Linked DNA regions of Pan troglodytes: region 1 is linked to region 2. Evidence: chromatin contacts called from public Hi-C data. All regions are on one chromosome and are shown on one strand. Each heading gives the region's core, a stretch centred on a gene start, on an enhancer-like site or on the middle of the called end of the contact. The rest is flanking DNA. Distances are from core to core; before and after follow the strand shown. Region 1 has its middle 57 kb from the start of RFX8. Region 2 holds the start of MAP4K4 (mitogen-activated protein kinase kinase kinase kinase 4).

Region 1 (5,478 bases), core at 113-2,612, 160 kb after region 2:
TGTGCCACTGCACTCCAGCCTGGGCGACAGAGTGAGATCCTGTCTCAAAAATAAATAAATAAAAATAAATAAATAAATAAATACAAAGAAATATAAAGAATAAGCACTCCACTCATGGAGGCAGTTACCTTCTATGTGGGGTCGGGGGATGCAATTCAGAAGGAGGCACAGAGACTTCAAAAGCATTGGCGACGTTCTACTTCTGCTGGGTAATGGACGGCACTTTCACTGGGTAATGGACAGCACTTCCGCTGGGTAATGGACGGCACTTCTGCTGGGTAATGGATGCACAGGCGTTGGCTGTATTATGGTGATGACAATGTGTATATCACATATAATATTTTTTATCAAAAATTTCATGTTTAAAATAAAATTATATGGCAGAAAGAAAAATACACTAAGATATCATTTATGTAAATCTATAAAGCACAGAAAACAAGAGTGTATTTTGTTTCTGGAAACATACACATATAGAAAAAGTAGAACAGCCACATAAGGATACACACGAATAGAATCAATTTTGGGCATTTTTGGAGAAGAATGATGTTGGTATGTGTGTGACAAGGAGATTCCAACTGTGGTCTGTAACTTTCTCTTTAAAACATTAAAAAACTCAAGGTAAGATAGCAAAGTATTGATACTTGTTAACTCTGAGTGTTGGGTACATAGGTGTTAGGAATAGGGTCTCTAGACTTAGGGCGTGCGTGCATGCACACACACACATACACACACAAACACACATACACACACACACTCTCTCTCTCTCTACAGGACACCCGGTTAAATTGGATTTCAGATAAAAACCAACAACTTTTTAGTATAAATAATTTTTAATAAAAATATGCCCCATTGGGACAGCCTATGATTTATCTGACACCCCTACTTATATTGATCTCTACATCTGAAATATAGGGAAAATACGTTTGTCCTGTTTATGTACATTATGAAAAACTTAGCCAGCAATTATGTGTTTAGTGTGCACAAAATGGGGGGCAGGGGGATTACAGAGGGTCCTGCCCCTCTGCCATGGAATCAGTGCACCAGACTCATCCCACCGGCTCCCCGGACCTTCAAGGATTTCTGACCAGATCCGTTTGCTCAGATTATTTAACTCCAAAAACCAATATACCCATCATTTAAACACAGTAATTACCATTTGCTATGTGCTGAACACTTGACATGCATTATCTCATTAAACAATTCCACAGCAGCTCTGTCCTGGTACTATTTTTCCTAGTTTTCTTATAATTTCTGGTACTTCCCCAAGGCCCAGAAATTTGCCGGTGTCACACAGTGAGTCAGGGGTTCCAAAGCCATTGTTCTTTCCACCTGCCCTCCTACCCCCCTAACACGTAGGCAGCAATCTTTCCCAATCCTTCATGGTCCCTCCCCTCCTGGGCTTCCCTATCCCTTTCACGTCTGGCTCCTCTTGCAGCAAGAGGCATTAACTAACCTTGTGTTTTTATCTCTCTAGATACAGATGACCCTCCTACTTAGACTGCATACTTCTTTCCATATCACTGCCCAGCCCAGCTCCAAATTTCTGCCAAACTAGTGCCTCGTGGGGAGAAGGCACTCAGGACGTATTTGCCAGTTGGCGGGTCAGCATTTTCTCTAAGGGCATTCTGGAAAGCAGCCGTGGACTTGGCCACTTCCAGCAGTTCTACTTTAAACACAAAGTTCCTTGGCTTCCAATTGCTACATTAAAGTGCTCCAGTTCCTCTGGTCAGCAGAGAACATCCTTGGGGTCTCGCAGCCCCTACAGACATCATCCAGGCAGCCCAGAGACAATGTTCTTGTGAGCTTCTGTGTGTAAACAGCCAAGTCCGTGCCTACTGCTTCGTTTTAAAATGCCCCAAACACAAACCCTTTTTGTCATTCAGAAGAGCATGGAAAAGCCCCTTCTGCCCCACGGAATAACAAAAGACCAGTTGGCTTCCTTTCAAATATGCTAATTACCCAGCTTCCAAGTTTCAGCTCAAGGCCCATTTTCATGCCTGACTTAAAAATAAAGCCCTGACAATATGATCTTGAATGGAAATGCTGACCACACTAGCTGATGAGAACAAGCAGCTATTCCAGGAAAGAAAACAATGGAGGCAGGCAGCGCGCGCAGATTCCCCCCGGCCTATGTGGGACTGTTTGTTTCCAGGCGACCGGCCGGCCCTGCAGCTGGCTCCAGGCTCCAGAACCCAGACCCATGCCTGACTTCTTTACTAGAAGTTTGAGGAAATGTGATCCTATCTTTCGGTTCTCTCTGGATAAAAGTGGAACTAGCTTTCTTTTGTTTTTGCTTTTGTTTTTTTCCAGTTCTGTCGTAGGGAAAGTTTGGACTCCCATACTTAGGGGGCAACTCCTAAGACATAGAAACCCCAGACATCTGAAACCCCAGATAATGGATGTGCACACACGGACTTGGGGACAGGTTGTGTACAGCAATTTGGAGTCTAGGTAGCATTTAAAACTATAGCCACAGCCGGGCCGGTGGCTCACGCCTGGAATCCTAGCACTTTGGGAGAGTTGAGGTGGGCAGATCGCCTGAGGTCAGGAGTTCGAGACCAGCCTGGCCAACATGGCGAAACCCCATCTCTACTAAAAACATAAAAATTAGCTGAGTGTGGTGGCGGGTACCTGTAATCCCAGCTACTCGGGAGGCTGAGGCATGAGAATCTTTTGAATCCGGGAGGTGGAGGTTACAGTGAGCTGAGATTGTGCCACTACACCTCAGCATGGACAGAGTGAGACTCGTCTCCAAACAAACAAACAAACAAACAAAAAAACTATAGCCATAAATAAATAGGCCTTCCAGACCACCTGAAACAAGTCTCAACCAAAATGACTAGAAGGATCTTACTAAGATCACTTTTCTGGAGTGATGCAGAGAGCTGACATTATAACCCAAATGATTTGGAACCCAACCCAAAGTTTAACAGCTCTGTCTGGATAACAGCCTCGTGTTTTATGTCAATGGAGGAAACACCTCCAATTCTAACCAAAACAAGTGAGAAGCTGATCTGTGTTATGTATCATCTCCTTTCATTTAAATTCCTCAGTGGGGCTGATATTATTGTTCCCATTTCACAGATGAGGATTCTGAGCCCCAGAGAAGTTACGTTAGTTAAATAAGTTACCCCAGATTGTGCTGAGATGAAACTCAAAACCAAGAGTGAGATGCCACCCTGCCCCGCCCTTGCTACTCAAAGAGTGGTCCGGGAACCCATAGCAGCTGTGGCATCACCTGGGCAATTGTGAGAAAGTCAGAGTCCCAGGCCCCGCCCCAGACTCCTGAATCAGAATCTGCATTCAGACCACAGGCCTCACACGCACATGAAGGTTTGTGAAGTGCTGGCCCACACTGCAGACCTTCTCAGATGACCCTGCTGCCAAACAAACATAGAACCGTGAGGATCTTAGAAACTGGACGTGACGTGAAGCCTAGTGTCTAAGGAGAGTGCGATGTCAGTTGGAAGGAAATACAGGTTTCAAGCATAGCAGTTATATATGTCTCAGAGGACTACCTTGGATGCCAGTGTAGAAAGGAACAAAGTCTCTGGATTTAGAAATTTTATATTCAATCCTGGTTCTGCCATTTACAGGCTACAAAACCTTGGGAAAGTTGTTCAATTCTCTGACTCTCAACTTGTTTCCAAAGTAAGAATAATGCTAGATCTGAGGTTGTTCTGATGTTGAGACCATATACACACAAACGTGCTCACTAGGCCCTCTCTATCTTTTTTTTTTTTTTTTTTTTGAGATGGAGTGTAGCTTTGTCACCAGGCTGGGGTGCAGTGCATGGTCTCAGCTCACTGCAACCTCTGCCTCCCGAGTTCAAGCAGTTCTCCTGCCTCAGCCTCTGAGTAGCCGGTATTACAGGCACGTGCCACCACGCACAGTTAACTTTTTGTATTTTTAGTAGAGACAGGGTTTCACCATGTTGGCCGGGCTGGTCTCGAATTCCTGACCTCAAGTGATCTGCCCACCTCAGCCTCCCAAAATGCTGGGATTACAGGCATGAGCCACTGCGCCCGGCCAGCCCCTCTCTATCTATGGGTTCCACATGCCTGGATTCAACCAACCATGGAGCAAAAATGTTTGAAAAAGAAAGTGTCTGTATGGAACATGTACAGATATTTTTCTTGTCATTATTCTGTAAACAATACAGTATAACAACTATTTACATTGTATAAGGTATTATAAATAATCTAAAGATGATTTAAAGTATTTAAGATATTTGGGAGGATATGCATAGTTTGTATGCAAATGCTATAACATTTTATATCAGGGACTTCATCCTGTGGGATCTAGGCATGGGCGGAGGTTCCTGGAACCAATCCCCCACGAGTCCAAGTGATGACTGTATATGCATATACACACACATATATGTACACACTGTCTGGATACATGTATATATTCATATATAGACACACATATAATGTGGATATATGTGTATTATACACATGTGTACCTATATGTGTATTTACACTTGTATATATGTGTTTACATGCATATACACATGTATATACACACATACATATATACACATACATACATGCACATTATATATACACGTACATATATACCCATATATACACATACATATATGCATACATATACATACATATATACCTACATATATACACATACATATATATACATATATACACCTATATATGTATGGGTATATATGGGTATGTATTTGTATACATATATACACATACATATATATACCCATATATAAACCCATATACACATACATATACTTACACATGTGTATATGCATACATATACACATACACATACATATAAGTATGCATATACACGTGTATATGCATACACATATGCACACATATGTATGCATAAACAATAAATGTGTATATGTATACATATATACACACATATATACCCATACATATATACACATACTTATATAGCCATACATATATACACATACATATATACGCCCATACATATATACACATACATATATACCCATATATATACATACATATATATACCCACACATATATACCCATACATATATATAACCATATACACATACATATATATACCCATATATGTTATATTTTATATAACATAATAAGTATTATACCTATATATGTGTATATGGGTATATAACATATGTGTATATGGGTATATATGTGTATGTGTATTATACCCATATATGTGTATATGGGTATATAACATATGTGTATATGGGTATAATACATATTATGTTATATAAAATATATATGTATATATGGGTATTATATATGTATGTGTATATTATATATGGGTATATATATGTGTGGGTATATATGTATGGGTGTATATATGTATGTGTATATATGTATGGATATATATGTATGTGTATATATGTATGGGTATATATATGTATGTGTATATATGTATACCCATATACACATATATATGGGTATAATACATATTATGTTATATAAAATATATAATATATGATAAGAT
Region 2 (5,203 bases), core at 2,069-4,568:
TAGCAGCAATAAACAAACTCTAAAGTATTAATAATGTAATCCCAAATCTACCACAAGCAAATCATACCAACAAAAATCCTAAATTAACTCCTACACATAATTGTAAATGGTTCTAGAAATTAAATAGTTAAAAAGAGGAAAAAAAGAGATGTTCTGCTATTTTCACCACCTCTAAGATTGAAGTTCCCAGTACCTGCTTGTAAACATTAAAGAACTTGTTATAGTAAAAAAAAAAAAACACATTTTACTGATGTATGAGACAATCAGGAAAACGTTAACAGTGAATATATGACATTTTCTAAGTGTGATAACAACAATGTGATTGTGTAAAAAAGAAACATTCTAAAGTATTTACAGCTGAAATGGCATTTTGGGGTTTACATTAAAATAAAGGAGGAAAAGAAGAATACAGATGAGACAAGATTAGTCATCTGCTGATAAACTGAGCTCTCCAGTCTTTATGTTTGAAATTTTCCATAACAATATAAAAATGTAACTGCTTATGAGCAAAATCTCAGGCACTATTTTGTTCTGGACTGTAGGCAACTTTTGCACAGATTTAATTCCCTAGGTTTGCATAATTAGAGAAATTCTCAACTGTACCGACTTTGTAGTCAGAGAGCTGTGTCATGCCAGTATCCCAAATACCTGCCAAACGTAGCTAGCGCTCAGCAAACCTAGTTCAAAAGCTCGGGAAGGTTGGGGGGAATGGAACCAAAATGGCAATGAGGGGAAATAACAATGAACCTGACTAAACTCTTACCATAAACAGCTCCCACCTCTTAAAACCAATAAAGACAAACTGAGGTTTCATTCTTTCCTTTCTCTTAAGGTTTAAAGACTATATCGCCTTCTAGCTTACTTCTCTGCCCTTAACATCCATGCTGACCAAATAAGACACAAACAATCCAACTACTGTGTAGCCAGGTCAAAAACAAGCTCTGGCTAATTCACTTGGAAGACTACAATCACCACTTAGATTTGGCGAGAAAAAACTGGGTTAGAAAAAAAATGACTGGTGCTTAAACAAACAACAGACCGGGGAGAATGTCTTTTAGCCAGTTACCAACCACTCAGTGAGTTGCAACACAATCTTTTCCAAAATTTTCCAAAGCCTTCCAAATTCAGTTGAGCCGGGCAAGCTGAGTTAACGGGGCTCTATTTCAAATTCAAAAATCTGGCCCCGGCCCGAACAGTTAACCAACAAAACACAAGCTAATACACTTGAGATCACCTGAGAATACTGACCCAAGTTCGGACCACAGTCCAGTACAGTACACTACCCAGGCTAGAAGTCTAGGCTAAGGAGAGGCGTTCAAGTGATAGATAAACTCTACTCACAACGCAGAAAAGAGACAATAAGATCCACACTTAATCTAGCCTAAGAAAAGGTCTACAGTCGGCTTCCAACCCCCCCCAACTCCACCCATTTTTAATGAGACAATGACAATTCTTCATGGTGAACCACAGAGCCCTGCTTCCCTAACCTTGTACCGACTCTAACAGAACACTCCCCCAGCGCAGATTAAACTTTTAGAAAACGTTCAGTAACGAGAAACAAATTAAGACAGGAAAAATTTAACATCCCGTTCTGAATTTTCAAGGCCTGCGCCTCCATTCCCTACATATCTTTCATAATCTCTAGACTGTACAATGTATAAAATGAACACTGTTAGTCACATCAGGTGTCAGCTACTCAGCGCAGACTCAGTCTCCAGATTTGCTAGTTTCATTTATCGCCGGGGTGGAGGGTGGGTGTTAAAATTTTTTAAAAAGAGAAAGACCTGGGTGGGCGTAAACCAGGGCATCCTCTATATTCTCTTCGCTCTCCGTCATTTCTCTTTCAATTACACAGCTGTCAAACAGGTTATTCCTGGAATTCAGATTTTATAATCCCCACACTGTAATTCTTCCTGCTACTGTTGCCCAAACACACACTCCTCCCTGCTTCCCCAAAATACGTATCCATCAATAGAAAGGATGACAACCACAGTTATAAAATATTCCCAGGTCACGCCAAACTCCCCACACCTTGAGCAACTGGCAAGCACCGAGTGGAGGCTGAAACATGATGACAGTTTTCACGATGGCCAAAGCAGTGGTTTAGGATCGTCAGAGGCAAGGCCCGCCTCCACTGTATTTTAATTTACACACAAACTCAGAAGGCCAGATTTGGGGAAAAAAAGAAAAAATTCAGGTTGTCTTATTTTTAAAAAATGCTTTTCCATTTTATTGAAGTAAAGTGCATGCCTAAGAGTGTAGCTTATTTCCTTATCTCAAAGCCAGGAAATGAGGTCTTTTAAGGCCAGTCTGAATATAAACTCGGTGTGCAAAAACAGAGGGACGGCAAGGCGAAAGAAACCCCTCTCCCAACTTTGGCCAAGCGGCGTGGCCTCCAGTCAGCAGCATGTTTATCACCCTCTCCTCGTCCCCCAATAAGAAGTTTCCACATGCCACGGGAAACAAAGAAGGCGCCCACACCGACCTTATAGACTTGTCCATAGGTGCCATTTCCAACCACTTCCACCAGCTCAAAAATCCCAGCAGGATCCTGGAGAGGAAGGAGGGGAGGGGTTATCATTTAAAAGAAGCCAAAAAAATGAATAAATCAAGCAGGGCAGTTGGAGAGAAAAGGCGGTGACAAAAGAGGTGGGCTTCGCCCCGCGCGGTCCCCCAGCGCCCGGGGGTCGCGCGGCGGGCTGGGGGCGTGGGGGCGGAGGAGGGTAGCGCCCGCCCCGCACCAGCCCGCACAGGCAGACAAAGGGGCCGCCGCGCCCCGCGGCTCTGCCCACGGCGGCGCCCGAGCGCCCGGCCGACCTGGGCGCGGCCCCGGCTGCCGGCTGCCGGCTGCCCGCTCCCCGCGCGCCCGCTCGCGGGCCCACTCACCCGCAGGGAGGAGAGGTCGATGTCCACCAGACTTTTTGCAGGGGAGTCGTTCGCCATTTTCCCTTTTTGCCACCAAAAAACAAATAACAATAAATGTCTCTGTCGCTCTGTGTATCTCAGCCGCAGACCAGGCCGCCGACCGCGCTCCTCGCGCGGCTGCCGGGCCGGCCCGGTACTCTCCTCGCGGGGCCGCGGGCGGCGGCGGCGGGCTCGGCTGCGCTCTCGGGCCGCTCGGGGCTCTCGGCCGGCCGGGCCGCGCGGAGGGCGGACGGAGCGTGCACGGGCGGCGGCGCTCACACCATGGCGCGGGGCCGGCCGTCAGGCCCCCGGGCGTCGCCCGCCGCCTCAGGCCCCGGCGCCCGCGCCCCGCGCCGCGCGCCTCGAGGACGGGCCCGGAGCGTGGGGCCGCGGCGGCGCCGAGAGTTGAGCGAGTGAGCGCGAGGCAGCGAGACAAAGATAACCCGGGAGGCGGAGGCGGAGGCGGAGGCGGGGAGCGAGGTGGGGTGGGAGGGGGCGGCGGCGGCGCTGGAGGAGGAGAAACGGGACACCAAAAATATATTCTGAGAAGAGAGAAAACAGCTCCCCCTTTCCTCCTCAGGCAGGAAAAACCGGCGGAAACGCACTCACACCCCGAGCCCTGCCGGGTAGGGCGCGGGCCGAGGCGCCCGCGCGGCGTGAATATTCATCAGGGGTGGGGCTCGAACAATGGCCGCGCCGGCGGGCAGCGCGGGCAGGGGCCCCGACACGACGCTCGGCGCCCAGGGTGCGGCCTCCGCGCTCGACCCCGCACGGCGCTCCCGAAAACAGCACGAGCGGGGAGGAAGCGGGCTGGGATTTCCCCGGGGAGGAGCTGGGGTGGGGAAACGCCCCTACCTCGCGCTAACAACAAATGACACGAAACTGAGCTGGACCGACACTAAGAGGCCATGGACCCTCGCGTCTCCCAGGGCAAGGGTGTGTCCCGCCGGCCGCGTCCCGGCTCTAGAGGGACCCGAACCGGGTGTTGCCGAGCGGAGGAGGGGCCTCCCTCGATCCTCGCCCCCTCCTCGCCCCATTCGCCCCATCCCCCACTCTCCCACCCCCTAGAGAGGAGACCCTTAGGTCCCTCGTTTCCGGCTTCCCTGCACGGTTTTCTTTTCCTTTCTCTGCTTTTGCAGGCTAAATGTGTGGTACGGTTGTGGTTGTAGTTGTGGGATTCGCTGAGCATCGCTGGGCTGCCCGGCCATATCCAGAACAGCTCCTGTAATTGTCTGGCGCTGCGCTCCTGGCTGCGCTCGGTAGGTGAGCACTGTGTTTGGGGCCCTTAGTACCAACCCGCATTTTGTAACCTGGAGATCACTAAGGATCAACCAACAGGTTTCTTCCGGCAACCTCGGAAGCCAGTCGGTAGTTAGGCACTTTAATGCCAGTGAATCAACAGTCATTTATATCGCATTCCTCCACCGTCCAAAAACTTTCAGTGGTTCCCTGTTACCTGACAGGTGTTCTCAAAACGTGAGTGCTTCAGGCAAAGTGCCAACTGCCTGGCCCTGCCTCCCGAGTTCTCGTTTCAGGAGGTCTGCAATGGGCCTGAGAATGTGCATGTGTAAGTTCTCAGTGTAGCTAACGTCGCTGTTACAGGGACCACTCGTTGACAACAGTGGCCTCCGGCTATTCATGATTGGATTTTCATAAACATCACCATCATCATCTACCAATTCTTATGCACATACTGTGTCTCCCCCACACAAACGCGTTGTGCAGAGTGCTTTACACACAGCACTCTATTTACAGCCTTGAAGGAATGTTATCCTCCTTTTAGGTAAGGAAAGCAAAGTACTGAAAGATAAGGAGTATGTCCAAATTCCTTAAAAGCACAGCCTGGAAGTGGAGCAGGGATTTTCACCAGGTTAGCCTGTTCTCAAAATCCAGATCTCTGATTCAGCCAAGTTAGCTCTACCCAGAATGTGTATAGCACTATCCTGCTCCGAACAGTTTGGTTTCTGAAATTTTTGACTATGAGAATCCCTGGTAAGGGTAAAATATATTGAGGGGCTCCTGGTATCCATTTGTAAGGAAAATTATAGTAACCAAGTATTCCTATGAATGTATTGGTGCTTTTAGATAATTTTGGTTTTTGTCAGCAGCAATGTCATTATCTATGAGTGTAAATAAAATAATTTACTCAGAGAACTAGACAGAAACACATCTGAACTTTCAGGCTATCTTACTATTGATAACATTGTTTTTTGTTTGTTTGTTTGTTTTGAGACAGAATCTTGCTCTGTCACCCAAGCTGGAGTGCAGTGGAGTGCTCTCAGCTCACTGCAACCTCTGC

What was found. A called contact is a pair of places that touch in the nucleus more often than the background predicts.
Region 1: a contact with region 2 is called in a Hi-C map of stem cell-derived neural progenitor cells, with 4 times the contacts expected there. The contact joins the enhancer-like site here to the promoter of MAP4K4 in region 2. A contact is called at or near these places in 1 of 7 Hi-C or Micro-C datasets (stem cell-derived neural progenitor cells) and 1 of 1 datasets of contacts at active chromatin or transcription factors (stem cell-derived excitatory neurons).

What each region holds. Positions count from the first base shown.
Region 1 is chr12:21,402,654-21,408,131 of NHGRI_mPanTro3-v2.0_pri, forward strand. It overlaps the pseudogene LOC100609585. Among named protein-coding and RNA genes, the nearest start is that of RFX8, 57 kb to the right of the region's middle. Within about 2 kb of position 1,363, at least 17 of the 24 cell types and tissues checked have an H3K27ac peak or open chromatin away from gene starts, as enhancers often do. A contact at or near this core is called in stem cell-derived neural progenitor cells, where this site is marked.
Region 2 is chr12:21,238,292-21,243,494 of NHGRI_mPanTro3-v2.0_pri, forward strand. MAP4K4 (mitogen-activated protein kinase kinase kinase kinase 4) reads right to left here and starts at 3,319. Exons shown (of 29, transcript XM_054678099.2): 1 at 2,887-3,319; 2 at 2,486-2,551. The coding sequence starts at 2,943.